2 separate regions of the Sus scrofa genome follow, and region 2 is linked to region 1. The links are chromatin contacts, called in public Hi-C maps. All regions are on one chromosome and are shown on one strand. The core of a region is the stretch at or near the end of the contact, and the rest is flanking DNA. Distances in the headings are between cores, read along the strand shown.

Region 1 (5,048 bases), core at 1,207-3,706:
GCTTGGTCATAGTTATAACAGGACTCTAGCTCACCGTATCTGTTTCTTGATACTTGGCATTAAGGGGGTAAGTATTTTTTATATCAGCACCGCATTCCCAGTGCCAATTGTTTTATTTATCCACATAAGCTAACTACTGTAGCAAGCAACCATATGTCAGTGACTTATTTATTTCTTATTCACCCTACAGTCCACTCTGAGTATAAGCTCATTCAGGCACACAAGAATTCAAAGAATTAGTTCAAAGACACATAACTGGTAAAGAGTAGCGTCAAGATTTGGATCCAGGCAGTTGGATTCGAGTCTTAACCACTTTCTTCTCAAGTAATCTGCTTTGAGATACAGCCATTCAAATTCTGTCTCTTGCAGGATATATCACTTACAATTTGCCGTCTTCAGCATTTCATTCCTTATGGCAAAGGGTTGTATGTGTAAATCTCTTGATCATACAAATATTGATGGAGTCACTGCATATCAGAGCCTGTGCTGACAGATTTTTGTGGCATCAAAGATAACGGAAGCTCTTTAAATACAACTAAACCTGACACTATTGATATTAAACAGCATCTTAATTTGTAATTTTTTTCTAACTTCTGTTGTAAGTTTTTTTCGGGATAGCTAAATTGAATGTCTTATGTTGATCCCCTGGGTTTTTTGTTTCCATCTATCAAGATCCATTTATACAAAAGAGCCTACCGGGTAGCTCTACATTTTGTAAGATTTTTTTTTTTTAAATATACAAGTGCAGGTTTGACCTGTACACTCTCATTAGAGCTCTTTATTTCCCATGTGGAGGGATAGATACCTAAGGGCTTCTGAAAAACAGGCATTCATGTCGCTAGAAGAGAAACTTCCATGAGCAAATGTTCTTTCCAGATCTGTTTCTCCCACCCTGACATAAGTACAGATGGACTGCATTGGAGGTAGGTAAGGAGCAGAAGGAGGTTTCCCCTCAAGGCCGTTTTGAGGTGCTCTGAACACCAGATTGGTGTGATCAGAGGAGTTCATCCTCCAGGCTGTTGAGTCTCACTGTGGGAGCCATGGGCTGATCTGCTTGGTAAACTACTCCTGATCTATGCCTGAAGCTGTGCTTCTTTTACAAATAAATCTTGGAGTTTCCTGGTGGTGCAGTGGCTTAAGGATCTGGCATTGTCATTGCTGTGGCTCTAGTTGCAGCTCTGGCTCAGGTTCAATCCCGGGTCCAGGAGCTGCCTCATGCCGTGAGCATGGCCAAAAAATAAATAAGTAAAATAAAAATAAATCTCATTCTTCTAAACCCCCAGAATCTCACAGCCTCAGTAGCACCTAATGGATTTAGACTAATTTTGTCTTATTGTAATAAGATTACCTCCAGATTTTTAGTAATCACCCCATTGCTGACACCATTGATTCATCAGTTCCTTCTGAAATTGAACTAAATGCACTTGGCTGATTGGCTCCTTGAAGTTAGTGTAGGATATTTCAGCAGGGCTTTGAAAATGAAGCCCCGACGCCAATGTGTAATGATCTCAGTGGACAGTAATGCGTTCCTTTGTGTCAGGCAGGTGACAGATGTCTGCTAACCTTCCAAGTCCACATAGATTTGTACCTGATCTTATGGTGACAGATCATCTGTTTGTGGGGCAAGTATTTTCACCTTGTGACAGTGCTCCTGAGGGACCCTCAGATACCACATGATCCACTCGTCAGTTCCCTGCAGGCAACATTCTAGTGATTTACTGGAAAGAACATCATGGCCATCAAATGACATACTTTTTATTTATTCCACAAAGAATGGATTGGCCAAAGTGTTTAGACCTGGTGAGTTTTTCCCATTGAAAGAGGAGCAAGTTATTCTTATGGAGACATCTACATGAAGTTCTTCTAGATTCTTCTAACACTGCTTAGAACGTTGCAGCTTCACTGCGATGGTTATTCCCTTAAGAGCCCTCAAAGTTGAGACTCACACCAGCCAATACGAAGCACTTCTGTTTGCAGGGAAGGTGAGCCCCCGGGGTCCTGCTGTCATACCGTCTCAATGATTTATAATTAAATATGCTCGGTCCACATCCTCTAAAGGAAAACACACACACACACACACACACACACACACACACACACACAGTGAGAACTGAATTGAGAGCTGGGGGATCTGCACCTTGGCTGAGGGCTGGATCTGCAGTTCCTAATGTACCCGGAAGTGCCAGCATTGTGATGAGGCCAGGTAATAACTGCTGCTTAGAAATAACAGAATTTCCAGTGAGAAGAGGCTGAAAAGAACACACTCTCGCTGGAAGAGTTAAGAAGAAGCTCCTCGTGGGAAAATGTGGGAGACTGTTGAAAAGGGATGAGAAGAGAGAATTGTCAAGGCTCCACTTTGGCAGTTTCTGAACTGAACTTTTGCTCACAGCGGGTGGACACAGGCTCCCTCCCACACTGAGATGCCCCCCCGCCGCTGTGCAGTCTGTTAAGTAAACAGAGACTTTATACTGAGAAAGGAACATTTCTCTATTTTGGCTAGGAGTGGTTATTTTTAAAGCTTCATCCTCCAAACATGTCCCCCTATCCTTGTTTATTTTTTCACTAGAAAGAAAATGTGCCACTTTAAAAAAAATTCGACTTTAGGACAAGAAAAGCTCACTTCTAGATGAAGGCCACTTCTAGTTTAAGGCTCACTTCTGCTTAAGGCCAACTCACCTTTTGGTGTGACCACCAACTCACGTCCCCGAGGAGCAATGCAGCTTGTAAAGATTCCTCTCTCCTCATGTAGAGCTTCCATGCACCCGAATTCGACAAAGTGAAATGCATTGTGGCAGCTGTTTTCTGGACACTTCAGGTTAAAAGGACAACCTGTCCCCCATCTATGGATCTATCTACTTATCAACATGTCTGTAGCTAAGACTGAAATACGGCTCCTACGGTGGGCTCCGTACCATTTTAAGCACTTTACCTTAAAACTCATTCACCCCTTTACCTGAGAATTCGGTGACAGTTGCTTCAATAGGGATGTGAGTTAAATTTGGGGAGACTGATATTAGATGTAAGAGATTTTCTTTCTAGACCTTTTCTGAGGAATGTATCCTATTGTATTGCAACTATCTTTTGTCTTGTCTTGCCGCTGTTCTGGATCTATTTATTTATTATTGAAATACAATCGGTTTCCAATGTTGTGTTGGTTGCTGGTATACAGCAAAGTGAATCAGTTACATGTACATATCCTCTTTCGAATTCTTTTCCATTGTCGATCATTACGGGGTATTGAGTATAGTTCCCTGGGCTATACCGTAGGACCTTGCTGTTTACCTCTTTTATATATACTCGTGTGTATCTGCTAATCCCAAACTCCTGATATAAAACCCGCCATGTCTTTAAACAAGGTCCATAGTTTTCTTCTCTGTTCTCAGATGTTAATGCAAAACCTGGTATATGATGGTTCCTCAATAAATCTTTTTTAGTGAATTAAAGCAGAGCAAGGAAAGAAGACAGAGAAAATCTTATTGTTGGGATACTTTCTGTTGGTTGGTAGGCAGTATGGTTTGACTTAAGTCTGAGTCCTAATTCCTTCATTTGGAAAACTGGAAAAATAATATTCGCCTTAGATGGCAGTTGTAAGAAGTAAATGAATTTATCAAAAGCATCTATCATATTGTAAGTGTGAAAAAAAGATGGTTTATTCCATAAATGATGTTAAGAAAACTAATTAGCTACCTGGAAAAAACACTAAGCTAAATCCCTGTCTCACATCTTACACCAAAGTAAATCGCAAATGACGATTGCACAACTCTGTAAATACACTGAAATCTGTTGAATTGTATGCATTAAATGGGTGAATGATATGGCATGTTATTATATCTCATTAAAGTTGTTATAAAAATAAATAAATCCCGGAAGATCAAAGATTTAAACATAAAAACTATATTAGAAGGAAACCTAAGACAGTTTTTTTGTTTGTTTGTTTGTTTGTTTGTTTGTTTTGGTCTTCTTAGGGCCACACACATGGCACACAGAAGTTCCCAGGGTAAGAGTTGAATCGGAGCTGTAGCTGCTGGCCTATGCCACAGCCACAGCAATGCAGGATCTGCACCAAGTCTGTGACCTACACCACAGCTCACAGCTACGCCTGATCCTTAACCCACTGAGCGAGGCCAGGGATCAAACTTGTGTGTTCATGGATCCTAGTCAGATTTGTTTCTGCTGAGCCACCATGGGAACTCCTAAGACAGTTTTTTTTTTTTTTTTTTTTAAAGGACAATTTTTTATATGTTGTTGGGAGGGAGAATGACCTTTGTAAGCAAGACATGATATTCTAAAGTCATAAAGGAAGGTTTGATAAATTTGCTTATGTAACAATTAAATGTTTTGCAGAAGAAAATACCAGCAATAAAATCAAAAGAAAAATATGACAAATAATGAGAAAATAATTAAAAGCACATAGAACAAAATACTAATTACTATAATATATAAAGAGCTCTTAATAATCAATGTGAAACAAACCAACAACCCAACAGAAAATATGGGCAAAGGACAAAAGCAGACAGCTCAGAGAAAAAGCTCATAGCAATATATTCTCCTACCAACAGCCTAATGATACAAGCTCTTTAGAAGCAGTATCTGAACTCTTTGTCCAAATTAAAAGTATATGAGTCCTCTGGTTTAGGAATTTGGCTTTAGGAATTTATTCTATAGCTGTCTATACATGTGTCCAAAGACAAACATAAGTATAGTCATTGCATGAAATGTTTGTAACAGAAAAATACTTGAAAGCAAACTAAATGTCAACTGACAAAGAAGTGGTTAAAGAAATTATAACATTTTGTTTAGTGAAAAACGATGGAACTGTTAAAAAATAGTTGATGAAGAACTCCAAAATATGTCAATTAAAAACAAATCAAAGCAAGGTTCTGGGTAATGTGTTTAATGTTTGCATTTTAAATTTTTATGTATTTCACAAACGTATGTTTGCATGTGCCTAAAATATTTTAGCTTCGAGGAGTTCCCATCATGGCTCAGTGGTTAACAAATCCGACTAGGAACCATGAGATTTCGGGTTCGATCCCTGCCTATGCTCA
Region 2 (5,048 bases), core at 912-3,411, 270 kb before region 1:
CACCAGCAGCATGGATTATATGAGAATTTTCTATGGAAGTTTTGTAAATCACTGAGAAATAGTGTACAACTTATTTGCTTAAATTTTTCAGTTAATGTGTCTCCGAGCATTTTGCAGATAACGATCTTCACTCTCTACCTTATTATGGAGGCAGAGCTGTTTCTCTTTGTCCCTTTCTCCGTCTGTGATATACTTTTTATTGCTCAAGAGCTATAGAATCACGTCCGTGCCTATTGTTGTCTGCCTGATGGGAATTCACGTAATTGAAAGCGTTTATCCTCTCTTAGTAGAAAAATTGCACACTTGGAAGTAATGAAATCCCCCACCTTTGTCCACAGCACAGGAAATTCTGTTCACTCGGCTTTGTTCTAAAGTTTCCACTTTTCCCAGTATAACCTGTTGAAAATGGAGTCCTGCACAAGAAATAAAGCTGGAATATCTTGTGGCAGGCTAGCTGTCCACGTTCATATAGTTACACCTTTGGTTGCTATTTCACCACTGATCAAAAAATAAAATTGCATTCTTTCAAAAGAAATATGGAATGACATGAAGAGAAGAAAGTCCATCCTATATTGCAAAGTGGGGAAAAATGAGTTACAGTGCGAATGTCAAATAAACTCTATTTTCGAATAAGCCACTCTATATGTAACATTTAAGTATATATGTTTGGATGTTTGCTTAATTATAAAGCGTGATTACCTCTGAGGAGTGAGATTAGGAAAGTGAGGAGAGCATTTCACTTTTTACATTATCCTTTTTATTTTATACACTTCTGTATTGTTTGGATTTTTTAAAATGAGCAGCAACTGCTATTTTGTAGTTAAAACAAAAACAACTGACAAAAAAACTACAGGGAGTAAGAAATTACTTGGAAGGGAATATGTTTAAATAATTCATTTGTCAATACTGCCTGTGTATTATTTTCTCTTGATAAATCAAAACTCCCCTGCTTTTCTCAGGAGGTTGCTTTAAAAAGGAAGGGTAAATGTTTCTAATTAAATGAACCGCTTAACCTTCCCACCTCCAGCCTAAATTCCTCGTTTTGGCTTTGTTGGTAACAAATGCTCCGTGCAGATTTTTAAGGTACATCAAGACATGTGGGTGTTCAACAGGGCATAGTCCATGGGGAGCCATGCTTTTTAACAGCTGGTTTATCAAATTGGTGTAGGTATGGAGATTTGCAACAACAGGTAGTGAAGTACCAGTATGGTTGCCAACTATACGGGGCACTGTGACATACACCTAAATGTCATGGAAGGGTGGCCCATCTGCTTTATTCGATGATCTGAATCTCTCTGCACTTTCTTGATTCTACCACAAAGTGAGAAAGAGAAATCAGTTGCTATTAATGTCTGTAATAACTTTTGCATTAGATACAAAGTGTGGGTTGTATTTTGTGTGGCCACAGGTGTGTGCAAAACCCACAACCAAAGAGAAATGCTGACTCTGATTTCCCTTTTCGGTTTTAACTCTCAAAGGCAGGGTTTACCAAACAGACCTTGTCCGCTTTTCGCAGCATTTATGGTAGAGACCCTCTTTTTGGGAACGTGGAGAGCACTGAAGCCAGAGAGACAAAAGGTCTCCGAGAGATGATTGCTCCGTGATAACCTCCCGGCGGGCAAACAATTCAAAACAGTTCTGCCAACTCGAAAATCTAGATTTGCAAATCAATGATTGCAAACTTTGTACTCTTGTTGGGTGGAGCATCTCAATGTCCAGTGATGTTTCAACCATCCAGTTTGTGGTATTTTGTTATAGCGGTCCCGGCCAACGGATACATTCTCTCCTCCGTGATACTGCTCATTCTCTGCAACAATCCTTAGTCATTCTTCTATAGAAGCAGAAAGTCTAATTACCTTTGCTGGAGTGTATGCCTAAGGCTGAGGCTGGTGGCAACTCCGTGACTCAGGAAAGCTAGGGGTGTTTCCTTGCCCCATAGGTCTTTGCATGAGGAGGAATTGAGACATTTTCACATTTTCACTCATTTAGGGGGGAGATCCGGCTTGTTGTAAAGTCAAGATCAGAGTTTTCAGACAGAGTCTAATTATCTTTCTAAAAAACTAACTTCTCATTTTCTCGGTTGGCAAGTGATTAGGCTGTGGAGTCTCTAGTTGGAAAATTGATCCCTGGGTCAAGTTCAAAGGATGAGTTGCTTTTTTTTTGGCTTTTATCAGTATCCTTATGGTGTCAGGTGGTTTTCAACTAAACAAACATGCGAGTAACGTCTTTGGTTGAGAGAAAGCTCTTCTAAAATAAGAGAGAGGAACACATTGGACACACAATGCTGTGCACAGAATAGGTGCCCAATAGCTATTTGTGGAGTTGGACTAGGTGAATTCAGCAGGGCTGTTATGAGCAACATTGTCATTAGAGAGTTAGAGAAGGTTTCTGGAAGGGTTTGGTCAGTTTTGGTTCATGTTGCAATGGCATTGGACTGAAACCATGTCTCTCGCTGGTCAAATTTATTAGCAACCAGGGATAGAGAATGTCCCTCACTTGCTCTTGGTGTTTTACTTCCATAAGCTTCTTTTGGTCATGCCGGAGGGTGCCATCTTGGAAAGTAAAGCATCTCATTGGAAACGGTGATGCTGGAGTTGCAGGGGTGGTGAGAACAAAGGGCTGCTCTGTGATAATGAGTAACTTTGATATTCTGTTTGAAGTTAAGTTGTGTTGTTTGAACTTTCCTGCCTCTGAACAAGGCATCGTATGCCAAGAATGGGTAACAGTTTCTGGATCACTGGGGACCAATTAGTCATGGATGGGTAGCAGTGGCACTGCTATTTGGTCTTCCTTCAGAATCTAAAACCACGTGCTGCTGGTAATGGACTCTCAGCTTAGTGTTTGCCCAGTGTTAGGACAGCCAGGTTGTCATTGCTTTTTACCCCCAGTGTCCATTCGGAGAAGTCTGTGATGATCGCAGAGGTTAGAGGTGATCGGTTGGGTCAGTCTACGTTTAGGAGAAACGTCCTCCATCCATGGTGTTGAACATTTTCAGGTGAAACTGAGGGAAGCCAATATCCTTCCAGACATTGATTGGTATATTAACAGAATTAGCTGCTTAGGTGAGTAGAAAAACACCTGGGACTCAGTGAAGTCACTGGTAACCATTAAATAACTATACATTTACTCAAATTGCTTTTTTCTTGGTTTGTCCCTGATTTCATTTTAAGTGACTCTTCATCTTCCTGCAATGGAATGATAGAGTTAGGGTGGATCTTGAGTCAACCTCTAGTCCAGTGTATCCCTTTGATTTCAGAAAAGGTCAAACTTCAAAATGTTATCTGCATGACTACTCTCTAGGCATCCAATTCTGTCACTGGCCAAGGCTTGCAATGTTAGGAGAGGTAAAATGAAAAGTCAGGACAAAAGTAGACATTCAAAGGAGCACAGTCTCTCCTATGGAGCAGACATACCCAAAACAATAAAACTGCTCATCAATGGAGATAAATGCTAACAAGTTAAAATAGTCCTGGGGGTTATAGCTTAGGGTGTTGGACATGGGAGAAAAAAAATTTCCTGTAAGAGATAGGTGTTCAAGACCTACTCATTCTAGATCTCAGCATCAGTACTTGGAGCAGGCCAGGAGAAGTCAGGTCTAGACATCTGGTCTCCCCAGAAGGTGTGCTAAATTTTTATGGTTTGGATAGGAAGAGTGTGGTCAGGAAGTCAGTTTCTTTAAGAACGGACATGTAAGGTCCTTAAATCCCAGAAGGCAGGCCAAGTGAAGAGGGTAAAGGATGGATAGGCAATTTTAGTTGCAAGTAGAGAGGTTTAGGTCTTTGGAGACGGAGAAGAACAGGTGATGCACGTTCAAGGCAAGAAGCTGGGTCAAGGTGGATTTGGCAGCAGGAATCAGTCACGTTGTGAGTTGGATGCCTGAAGAACATAGAGGGGGAATGGAGAATACATAATAGAGGCCAGCACGAGCAGGCACAAACCACAGTATTGAAATATCAGGATAAGGAGGCCCAGAAATTCAGTTCAGGGTGGAAGGATTGGTGGGGCAATACTGATGGTTACTGCAGCAATTTTACGATGAGACATGCCAAGCAGAGGCTGTCTGTTCTCCGTCCTTGGTATGAACAGACTGGCAGGGCTGTTTGGCAGCTAAAGCAAACCATAGAGCTGTGGGTGCTGGTGGCTATTAATTGCAGGAGGAACAGCGACGCGTTCTCACTTACACAGATGAAGGAAAAAATGCTTGTGTTCAGAAGACTGGCCACAGAGTGGTCTTGGTTGGAGAAGGGATTTTGTACAGGGAGAAACAAGAAGTTGGGTTGAAGGGCTGGCCTAGCAGGTAGGTATTTGGGTTTTAGGTGAGAGGCAAAACAGGTCCAAAATGGTTTTTGGAGGATGAGAGTGGCATCTGAGAAAGGTTAATTCAGGCTTGTGGGGAAGCTAACTTTGAGTCTGAAAAGCCAGAGGAGGGCTTGTCCAGCTCTGAGGTTTGAGAGTTTGTTTTTTCTTTTATCTCAAATGAGGGCATTGGTGAGGATGGTGGCTGTGGAAACTGTGAAGAAGCGGTGAAACTAGCAATTAGGTATTTCACTGGACACAAATGCTGCATATTGATGATGTAACGAGCAAGGGGTTGTGGTTAGAATGGTGTTCATATAAGAATGGGTGTGGAAGGACCAGGAATCCCTCTGGTAAACAGAGGCCAGAATGATTAACTCAGAGGAAATGGGTGACATTTCTCTAAATACATAGCAGGTTTTGCAAAACCTGGAAATCCACCTCTTGGCATCCAAATCTTCAAGGCAGAGTTTGTTGCTGGACTAATTTTTAAAAGCAGTTTTCACTTCCCTCCAAAAATCACAGCCAGCCATTGTTCCTGAATTGTACCCTTTTTGTCACTCAAGTCCCCATTTTTTCGTTTTGAGCACAGTGTAGAGTGTAGAAAAGCAAATACAACCCTGGCACCTGTACATTGCTGAGAAAAGCCTGGTCACTTTCTTTTCTTTTCTTTGTCTGTCTGTCTGTCTGTCTGCCTGTCTTTCTGTTTTGGCAGTTCTCATTCCTTCCTTTTCCTCATGTGTTTCATGGTT

The links. Hi-C and Micro-C count contacts between places; a contact is called where the count stands out from the background.
Region 2: a contact with region 1 is called in a Hi-C map of liver, with 6 times the contacts expected there. The contact joins two enhancer-like sites. A contact is called at or near these places in 1 of 47 Hi-C or Micro-C datasets (liver) and 1 of 2 datasets of contacts at active chromatin or transcription factors (skeletal muscle).

The regions. Positions count from the first base shown.
Region 1 is chr1:14,253,604-14,258,651 of Sscrofa11.1, reverse strand. The region is part of intron 5 of ESR1 (estrogen receptor 1); the gene reads left to right. Among named protein-coding and RNA genes, the nearest start is that of ESR1, 240 kb to the left of the region's middle. Within about 2 kb of position 2,456, at least 3 of the 83 cell types and tissues checked have an H3K27ac peak or open chromatin away from gene starts, as enhancers often do. A contact at or near this core is called in liver, where this site is marked.
Region 2 is chr1:14,518,379-14,523,426 of Sscrofa11.1, reverse strand. It overlaps a transcript of ESR1 not described here. Among named protein-coding and RNA genes, the nearest start is that of ESR1, 30 kb to the right of the region's middle. Within about 2 kb of position 2,161, at least 2 of the 83 cell types and tissues checked have an H3K27ac peak or open chromatin away from gene starts, as enhancers often do. A contact at or near this core is called in liver, where this site is marked.